Regions from separate parts of the Sus scrofa genome. Here region 1 is linked to region 2. A link is a contact called in public Hi-C data. All regions are on one chromosome and are shown on one strand. The core of a region is the stretch at or near the end of the contact, and the rest is flanking DNA. Distances in the headings are between cores, read along the strand shown.

The links. A called contact is a pair of places that touch in the nucleus more often than the background predicts.
Region 1: a contact with region 2 is called in a Hi-C map of liver, with 4 times the contacts expected there. The contact joins two enhancer-like sites. A contact is called at or near these places in 1 of 5 promoter capture datasets (fetal liver), 10 of 47 Hi-C or Micro-C datasets (alveolar macrophages, embryonic fibroblasts, heart right ventricle and 6 more) and 1 of 2 datasets of contacts at active chromatin or transcription factors (alveolar macrophages).

The regions. Positions count from the first base shown.
Region 1 is chr4:2,612,291-2,616,834 of Sscrofa11.1, reverse strand. No RefSeq gene overlaps it. Among named protein-coding and RNA genes, the nearest start is that of DENND3, 36 kb to the right of the region's middle. Within about 2 kb of position 3,279, at least 52 of the 83 cell types and tissues checked have an H3K27ac peak or open chromatin away from gene starts, as enhancers often do. A contact at or near this core is called in alveolar macrophages, embryonic fibroblasts, fetal liver and 3 more, where this site is marked.
Region 2 is chr4:2,419,980-2,425,146 of Sscrofa11.1, reverse strand. No RefSeq gene overlaps it. Among named protein-coding and RNA genes, the nearest start is that of GPR20, 27 kb to the right of the region's middle. Within about 2 kb of position 2,431, at least 60 of the 83 cell types and tissues checked have an H3K27ac peak or open chromatin away from gene starts, as enhancers often do. A contact at or near this core is called in alveolar macrophages, embryonic fibroblasts, fetal liver and 3 more, where this site is marked.

The sequences.
Region 1 (4,544 bases), core at 2,030-4,529, 190 kb before region 2:
GCCAGGGATCCTTGGCGATCCTCAGCTTGGAGACCTCCCGCCTTCTCTGCCTCCGTCTTCACCATCCTCCTTCCGGGAGTCTGAGCCAAACCCCCAAGAGGATAGCAGTCACTGGATTACGGTCCACCTCTTCCAGTCTGACCTCATCATAACTCGGTTACACCTGCAAAGACCCCATTTCTAAACGAGGTCACATTCACAGCACCAGGGGTTAGGACTTGAGCGTATCTTTTGGGGGCGGAGGGACGCAATTGAACCCACAGCAATAAGTACAGGTGTGGAGGTTGGGGAGACCAGTTCACGTGGGGGAGGTCAGTGTGGGGAGAGCCAAAGGACAGGGAGCGGGATGTCTGTGATGAAGGGGTCACTGCGGAAGGGTCTGATGCCCTGGGGTTGGGGGCTGGGAGAAGGGGGTTGGCTTTGCGGCTGGAGAGGTCAGACAGGGTCGTACCCGCCCCCAGGCTTGAGCCCCACGCGGGGGGTGGGCTCTGCGCTCTGTGCTCATTAGCATCATCTTGTTTACCCCTCATGACAGCCCCCTGGGCAGCTGGCTTTTCAGCTCCAGGCTACAGACCAGGAAAAGCTCAGGGGCACAGCGGGGGAGGGATGAGCTGAGGTTTGAACCGGTGGAACAGCCAGGCCAGTGTGCCATGTCATGCAACAGCCTGTAAAAGCTGACGTGTGCTCCTTTGAGCTGAGGAATTTTGCCAACTTTGCCCCAAGGACTTTGGCCAACCTTTGGCCTGTCTTGGTTCGCCGCCAAAGGCGTGGCCTCTTTTCATTCATGCCTAATGACTGGGTTTATGCTCCCTCGGGGGTGTCTCATGCAGGCGGATTATCTCTAAACTTGCTTGGGGGCTTGGGTTTGTGTAACTGGCTGAATTTTGAAGGGTCTTCAGCAACGTGAATGTACTTTAAAAAATAGCAATGTGAATATACTTAAGGCCACTGAACTGGGCACTTGCAATATTTAACATAGTAAACTCCTTGTTATGTATATTTTGCCACCATAATGATGAAGAAAGATTCTTGGGTTTTGAAAGCTCATCTTATGCTGATTTTCCTGAGGCCAGCAACTGCGAAAGCAGGAGTCCCCTCCAGCAGGGTCCCTCCACATTTTCTCCCATAGTCTTTATCACCTGCCTCTGAATAATCCAACCCTGGTGGCTGTGAGTGGTGTGTGGACTGAACTGCATCTCCTCCAGATTCACTTGTTGACACCCCTAACCCCCACTGTGACAGCATCTGGAGACGGGACCTTAGGGAGATCAGAGCTCAGTGCCTAATCCAAGCTCATGAACGTTTACCCCTACATTTCCTTCTAAGAATTTTATCGTTGCAGCTCTTCCACTGAGATCATTGCTCCATTTGAGCTAATTGTGTATGTGGTGTGAGGTAGGGGTCAGCTTCATTCATTTGCATCCAGTTGTCCCAGCACCTCTGTTGAAAATGTTCTTCCCTTCCCCATTGAAGTGTTTTGGAACTCTTATCAAAAGTGAATTGTCCAGGGAGTTCCCTTGTGGTGCAGCAGGTTAAGGATCCAGCATTGTCATTGCAGTGGCTTGGGCTGCTGCTGTGGTTCTCCCTGGCCTGGGAATGTCGACATGCCGTGGGCACAGCTGAAAAAAAAAAAAAAAACTGTCCATACATGTGAGGGCTTATTTCCGGATCCTCAGTTCTATTTCGTTGACCCATTCTTCTGCCCTTATGCCAGTACCTTACACAGCCTCAATTACCGTAACTTTACGGTAAGTTTTGAAATGAAGACCGTGGGTTTTCCAACTTTGCTCTTTTTTTAAAAGATTATTTTAGTCATTCTATAGTCTCTTCAATGCCCAGGTGAACTTTTGGATCAGTCCGTCAATTTCTGCAAAGAAGCTATGTGTGGGGTGATGTGAATTCCTAGCCACTTCAGACTTCTGTGTGTGTGGGCAAAGCAGGCTCTGGGGGCCCGAGGTCTATCTTGGCTGGGATTCTGAGAGGGATCACGCAGAGATCTGTTCACCCAACCTGAGAATGGTGAGTCTTCCAGTCCATGAACGTGGCAAGATTGGTTTTTAATGTAATGTCATTTTTTGAGCAGGTATAAGCGGTATTTGGTGGAAATTTTAAAAAGAAAGCACAAGAATTCCTGTCGTGGCGCAGTGGTTAACGAATCCGACTAGGAACCACGAGGTTGCGGGTTCGATCCCTGATTTACTCAGTTGTTTAGGGATCCAGCGTTGCTGAGAGCTGCAGTGTAGGTCGCAGACACAGCTTGGATCCCACGTTGCTATAGAAGGCAGGCAGCTACAGCTCCCATTAGACCCCTAGCCTGGGAACCTCCATGTGCCGTGGGTGTGGCCCCAAAAAGACAAATAATAATGAAAAGAAAGTACGGAAGTGTGACAAGGAAAAGGTGGTCACTCATCCTGTCACCCTGCTTCCTGGGGACTCCCCCAGAGGCTGCCTCCGATCCAGATTCACCTGCTCTCCTGCAGGGAGCAAATGCAGTATCTAGGCTCCCAGCCTTCCTGGCTGGGCTGTAGGCTCGGCCTGCCCTTCCCCGCTTGCCTTTGTTCCCTGACGCTTTCCGCAGCCGGTGCTGGGGCTCTGCCGGTCCGCTCAGCCCTGGAGGGTGGGCGCACCACCCCTCCTCCGACTTTGCTGCTTTCCCTCCCAGGGCTGGCGCCTAAGGCTCCCATTTGGAGAACAGACCCTGGCTCAGCGACTGATTGGCAGGGAGAACTAAGGCCCCTCCCCCTTGCCTTGGGCTGGGGGGCAGGTCCTAACTTAGCCCCAAGGATGATGAGGCTTCGCTCACCCTCCAGAGTCCCCTGCAGGATCTGGCTCAGCCTTCCTGTGACGTCACCTGAGGACATTCCGCCTGGCACCCCACCCCACACTGCCCTCTGGCCCCCGGTCCCCACCCCCAGGAATCTTTGTCCAGGGAGTGCCGCTCGGGACGGGAGCCAAGACCGCTGAGCACCGCTGGCCCCCCTTCCGTCCCTCTGACCGCAGGGCTTTCTCTCATGTCCATCCTGCTCACCTGACGCTGCTTATTTATCAGCGATAACCTCGTACCCACGTCTTCTCCGTCATCTTGCCCTGTAGGTGTGGACGTGCTTGCACGAAATCCCTAGGAGTGGGATGGCAGGGTCAAAGGGCGAGTGCCTTTGGAACCCTGAACGCTGGAGCTGTCTTCCGCCCCACCGAGGCTCAGAGGCTTGGAGACAAACGCGAGCGACCGCGGGACCCGGTCCGGGCCCTTCTCCCCGCTCCCAGCAGGGGGCGCACACTCCGCCCCGTAGGAAGGGCCGGCCGGGGAGGCGGGGCGAAGCCGGGCGGGCAGAGCTGGGGGGAGGCGCTCGCCTTTCCCGCGCTGCCCCTCCGGCGGCTCCTTCCCCGGCCTGAGTCCCCAGCTGGTCTCTTCCTGGGGGAGAAGAACGCGCTGCGGAGTGAAGGAATCCACCGACGAGGAACCAGGGAACGGCTGCAGACGCCGCCGACAGTCCGCTGGGAGGGAAAGGGTCAAGGTCAAGATCGTCCGCCCCGCCCTCTAGGGGGCAGAACTCCGGGTCTGCGGGCTCAGGGCCTCGTCCCATCATTCCATCATTCCTCCGGTGTTCTTGTTTTTGTTTGTTTGTTTGTTTTGTTCGGTGTTTTTGTGTGTTTGCCTCGGCTGCGACCTACGTCGCAGCTCAGTGCCGATCTCCCACCCACTGGGCGAAGCCAGGGATCAAACCCACGTCCTCATGGGTACTACTGGGATTCGTTTTTGCTGCCCCACAATGGGAAGTCCCTGTCACCATGTGTTTAATTGGCTATTTAGTGTCATTCTAAGTAAGGAAAAGTGAAAAAATTTACATCTTTTTTTTTTTTTTTTCTTTTTAGGTCCTCACCCCAGGCATATGGAGGTTCCCAGGCTAGGGGTCCAATGGGAGCTTCAGCTGCCGGCCTCCACCACAGCCAAAGCAACGTGGGATCTGAGCCACATCTGCGACCTACGCCACAGCTCACAGCACTGCCGGATCCTTAACCCATTGAGCGAGGCCAGGGATTGAACCTGAAACCTCATGGTTCCTAGTTGGATTCATTTCCTCAGCACCATGACGGGAACTCCTGTGTTTTGAAGAAATACCAATTAAATTTATAATACCAATGAAACAAAATAAACACAATTTTGAATTTTTTGATGTTCATTTTTGTGTTGTAGGGACCACTTTTAAATGCAAAGTACTTAGCTTGTACGTGGACTCACTACCATTGCACAATTTGTATTTTGCCGTTTGTACGTGCAAGTGTATTTTGTCCTTGCCAGAAGAGTGGTAAGTATACAAAGCTCACTCTGCCGTTTTGGTGTCACTCTTGGCAGGTGCACCGTCTACCGGTCTTCTGTGGAAACTGGCCACACCCACAGTACACGACCTTGTACTCACAGGTGGAGGGATGGAAGGTGGACAGATGGGTGGATGGGTAGATGACGGGTGAGTGGGTGCAGGGGTAGATGGTGGGTCCGCCAGAATTCGGTGCTCCAGTGGCATCTCAAACACAGCATGTGTGTG
Region 2 (5,167 bases), core at 1,182-3,681:
CCGCCACCCCCCACCTGCCACCCGGAGCTCAGCCCGGGGTGGGGGGGGGGTCCGGACATTTGTGAAATTCCTGGCTGCTCCAGTGACCTCGCCCCTTTAGCAACTCCAGCCAAAGGTTCCCAAGCACCTGCAGTGTGCCCCGCCCACCCTCTCTCTGAGCAGCGCCTCGGCCCTATGAAGTAGGACCCATCTCAATGCGCCATTTTACAGACAAGCAAACTGAGGCTCAGAGGTGCGTTACTCAGCCCGACCGCGCCTGACCCTGGCACCACGTCCAAGCCTCTTCAAGCCCATGCCAGTGGGGCGTGGCAGTGGGTGAGAGAGGGGGTGAGGGGAGGGGTGGGGAAGGGCATTCCCAGGGGAGCGACGGCTTACACAGGGGTGGGGCTGTGGGGCAGATGGAAGATGGGGTTTGCAGCTGGAAATGACCCTGAGTCCAAAGAAAAGTCCCCGCGCTGGGTGTGAAGGACTTTCTCTGAGTCCTTCTCAGTCAGGGAATGATTTCGGTTTGAAAAGTTCCCTCTGTTGGCGGTGTGGGCATTGTTCCCCACTTGAAATCGAATGCCAGATGCATAAGCAACTTTAAATTTCCTAATAGCCATGTTAAAAAAAGGAAAAAATATGCAATTTATTAAAAATTTTTTTTATTGTAGTTGCTTTACAATTTTTTAAAAAAATCGAAATGCAGTCGATTTACAATGTTGGGTTAATTTCTGCCGCACAGCCAAGGGATCCAGTTACACACACAGATATACATTCTTTATCTTCTTTTACGTTTTCTCTCGGGATATTGAATATAAGTCCCTGGGCTATACAGTGGGATCTTGTTGATTATCATTTTAATAATGTATTTTATTTAACCTAATATACTAGAAAATTACTGAGATGTTTTAGTGTTGTTTTTTTGGGCCACATCCGTGGCCGCGTTTTTTTTCTCACCCTAAGTCTTCGAAATCCCACTGACAGCACATCTCAGGTTCGAACTAGCTGCTTTTCCAGGGCTCAGTAGCCACAGGGGCTCAGCGGTCCCAGCCTTGGACAGCACAGGCGTGGAGGATGGGCTGTGGGGGCCAGAGTGGAGACAGCGAGGCTTGGTGGGAGGCCCCTGACCAGGGGCAAGTTGGGGCTGGCACTGGGCTCCCGCTTCAGATGGGAGGGCACACAGGAGGAACTCCCAGATGGCCCAGAAGGTAGCAAGCGTCCAGTGGGCAGGTCACAGAGCTGCACAACTGCCTGAGTTGATTTCAGCCCAGACAGCTGGTGTCCCCAGCCGCCCGGGTCAGTCTCCCGGCCCCTGCCTGCCCCCCACTCCAGACTAATGTGAGGCTTCCTGTCGCAGCTGGAGGGTGACCCAAGGCCTGACCCTGGCGGCCCTGGCGGATGCGCCCGGAAGGAAGGCCTCCTCTTAGATGCACTGTGCAGCAGGCGGCAGGCCGGGGGCCGCCCTGGGGACTCCCTCGGGAAGCACTTGACACGCTGGTGGGCGCTCAGCCAGGGCGGCCCAGCAGCTGCAGAAGGCGAGGGCCCGGGGCCCACGGGAGGGCCAGCACCAGGCCTGGCGGTCCTGAGGCGCTGGGAGCACGATGGGGCTGCCCCAACGAGCCAGCAGGGCTCTCGGGGAACACGGGCCAGACGGCTGTGCAGCCCCAGCCTCTGCGCCAGGACTCAGGGCGGCAGAGCACCGGGTCAGGAGCACACCCTGGCCGAAGGGTCTCACGTCCCACTTGCTCCTCTGTGGAACGGGGGCACTGGACGCCTCTCTCACAGGCCAGGGTGCAAGTTCAACGGGATCCTGTGTGTCCGCAGGAGAGCCGTCTGTAGCCACATCGTGGAAGTTTCCGGTCGTTCCTCATTGCTGGCGTGAGGCCTCTGCTCACCTGAGCTGAACCCGGCTCCCAGGCCGGCAGCCCCAACTCCCTCACTGCGTGCATCCTCCTTCAGGAGACGGGCGTGGGGTCCTCCAACGAGCTCACGATGCCCGGCTTGGGGTGCCACTCTCCCCTGCCCTTCCCTCCCCACCCCAAATATCTACTGAGCGTCTACCAAGTGCCAGCCCCTGTGCTGGGCCCTGGGGATTTGGCGGGGAGGGTGGTCCTCTCAGCTAAGAGCAGCGGGAGCCGGGGCTGAGCAGGGTTGGTATGATCTGACCTAAAAGCACAGCCTGGCTCCCAGGAAGCGCGCGTGGGGCCCGCGAGCTCGGACAGGACAAGGGCAGAGGTGGGTGGCTGCGGCACGGCACGCAGGAGGCAAACCACCCGGCCTCCGGACAGGTTGGCCGGGAGAGCGGGTGCGCGGAGCCCGGGGGCGCCCTCCCCCCGCCGGAAGCCCTTGCCCCTCGAGCGCGCTCTCCCAGGTGCTGCTCCAGGGCCCCCGCCGCCCCCGCCGCCCCCGGGGTGAGGAGGACGCCGTGCGCATGCTCAGCCCGGGAGCCCCGCCCGCAGGCGGTGTGTCCTCTGCGCATGCCCAAGCCCGGAGCCCGGCCTGCGGGGGGGGGGCGGGGGTGCCCTCTGCGCATGCCCAACCGCGGGAGCCTTGCCCGCAGGCTGCGCGCCTTCTGCGCGGCTCTTACAGTCTGAGTCACAGGGCCCCCGGGGATCCGGACTTTGCCTGGTTCCGGTAAGGACTGAGAGGGAGCCCACTGTGGCTCTGTGCTTGAGCACCCTCTCCAGAATCCGCTGACTCGGGAATAAAGGCAGTGTTTGCCTCACCTTCCTAATCTTTTATCTGCTCATGGAGAATGAACTTGGGGAAGACGGGGTGCATCGTCTGCTGGTCCCGCCTCCATGGGTGGGCGGTGGTGGGAGGAGCTGAAGGCTAGGCTCCCCCTACGTAGGCTGCAGGTGGGCTGGAGGGGGAGCCTGGCGGCCTGATCGGGGTTACTCTCCAGGACTTTGTTCCGCTTCTCAGGGCCCAGAGTTCATGCCACACGTCTCCTGGAAGCTAGTGGGCCCCTGAAGCATCATGCTGTGTTCTGGCCCTGCCTTCACCCATCCCTCCCACTGGGGCTTTTGCTTCCACTTTCAACTGTATCAGACTTTATTCCCTCTCGGTTCCCCTATCCTGAGCGGTCCTTGCCAGACTGGCCCTTTTGGGAAAAAAAAGGTGGGAGAACGGGCCCAGCACCCGCTGGAGAGCAGCACTGGACCAGGAGATGGGGATGGAGCTGGGCTGAGGTTGGGCCCTGGGCATGGGTGGCATGGGCTGGAAGTTCAGAGAAGGAGAGGAGCCCCTGGGTGGCCATGGATGCCTCCTTAAACCTCTGAGCCTCATTTTCCCCAGCCGCCTGCTGGTGGGGATTCTGCAGAGCTGGACTAGCTCAGCCTTCCTGTTGTGGGTCCCAGGTCTGCACACAGGCCTGAGGAGTGCAGATGAAGCCAGGGCAGCGGGGGCAAGGTGAGAGCCAGTCCTGGGCTCTGCTGCCAGCTGTTCCTCTTCTCAGTCTGGGATTTTGATGGAAGAGGGGTCACTTGTTCAGAGGTGGGGTTCTGGGCCAAGGGTGGGAGAGTGCCACACCGCACTGGAGACAGGCCAGTGCTGAGCAGAAAGGAGCACTTATTATAAATTCCCTGAGGGGAGGGCAGCATTTGATCCGATAAGATCTATCCTGGGCCCCCTAATCCCCACGGCCAGCTCTCTGGTGACCCAGCACACCGTGAGGGGCCTTGATGTGGGCCTCGGGTCTTTGCAGGGCTCCCCCTTCCCTCAGCCGCTGTCACAGCCCTGAAACCCCACCAGAGGGGTCGCCTGGCTTTGATCCTATAACATTCCTGGGTTAAGCAAACACTCATGAGGTGCTGCCAGCAGCTGACACTTCCTAGGGCTGTTCTGTGCAGCAGGCTTTGTTTTTTTGCATTATCTCTTATTTATAAAGGAAATAAATCCTCTTAACGGCCCATCGACAGACTAGGAAACAGGAGCTCAGAGAGGTTAGGTAACTTGCCCAAGGTCACCCCGCGTGGGTGTGTGGGGGGTGGGTGGAACCTGGGTGGAACCTTGCCTACGTGCTGATGGGGTGGGGAGCACCTGATTCATCTTTCAAACCCCACCCTAATCCTGGTGGGACCCCTGAAAACTGGCTCAATGAAGCTGATTAACTAGGCAGCTGAGATGGAGGGGAAGGGAGGCTGCTCTTGGGGGTCCTGGATTCAAACTCTGCTCTGCCATGAAAGAGCTGTGTGCCCGTGGGCAAGTCCCTTTACCTCTCTGAGTTTCAGTGTCCTCCTCTATCAAATAGGGTACTAGGGTGTGATTGAAAAAATATGCTGTGAGAATTCAGGGTAACTTGGGGTGGAGATCAGGAAGAGGTGCATCAGGCAGGACCTTCCCCACCTGTGCCCCCGGCCCAGCAGACCCCAGAGCCTGAGTCCTGCTGCAAGTGGCCTGCTCTTTCATCCTGCAGAGAGCAAAGTGAGCCCCGAGAAGGCCCTGGAACACCCTGCATCACACAGCAGAGGAAGCCCAGAGAGGTGGACGGCAGTGTTCTGGATCTGGCTTCACCTGCTATGGCTGGAGCCTGGTCAAGGCGGCTCTTTCAGCTGGGGGCTCCCGCCTGATACCACTCGCAGTACCCCGAGCCTAGCCCTTCTTGGGTATCACAGTGATATCGAGGGGTGCTGGGGGTCTTCTGTGCCTTCCGTTTTTTTTTTGTTTTTTTGTTTTTTATGTATGTACTGCTACATGCAGCAGGGCTGTTTATTTATTTAAGACACTTCATTTTTTTCAAGTAATTTTCAGGTTACAGAAAACCTGAGCAGAAGGCACAGAGTTCCTATATACCCCTTGGCCTCTGCCCGCCTCCGCAGTGTTGCCCATTGTTAATAGCTTGCATGGGCTGGTGCCTTTGTTACAACTGATGAGCCAATACTGATACATTTTCACTAACTCAAGTCCCCGCTTTACAATGGGGTTGACACTATGTTTTTACGCTTTGAAGGTTGTGACAAATGAATAATGACATGTATCCCCCCTACAGCATCCTGCAGGACTGTTCCACTGTCCTAAAAAGTCTCTGCCATCCATTTGTTCATCCAACCCCCCCCCCCCCGCCCTATGCCCTTGAACGCCTGGCAACCACAGATTTTTTTTTTTTTTTTTTTACCATCTCCACAATTTTGCCTTTATCAGGATGCATTGCTGTTGTAATCATACAGTACAAAGCCTTTTCAGA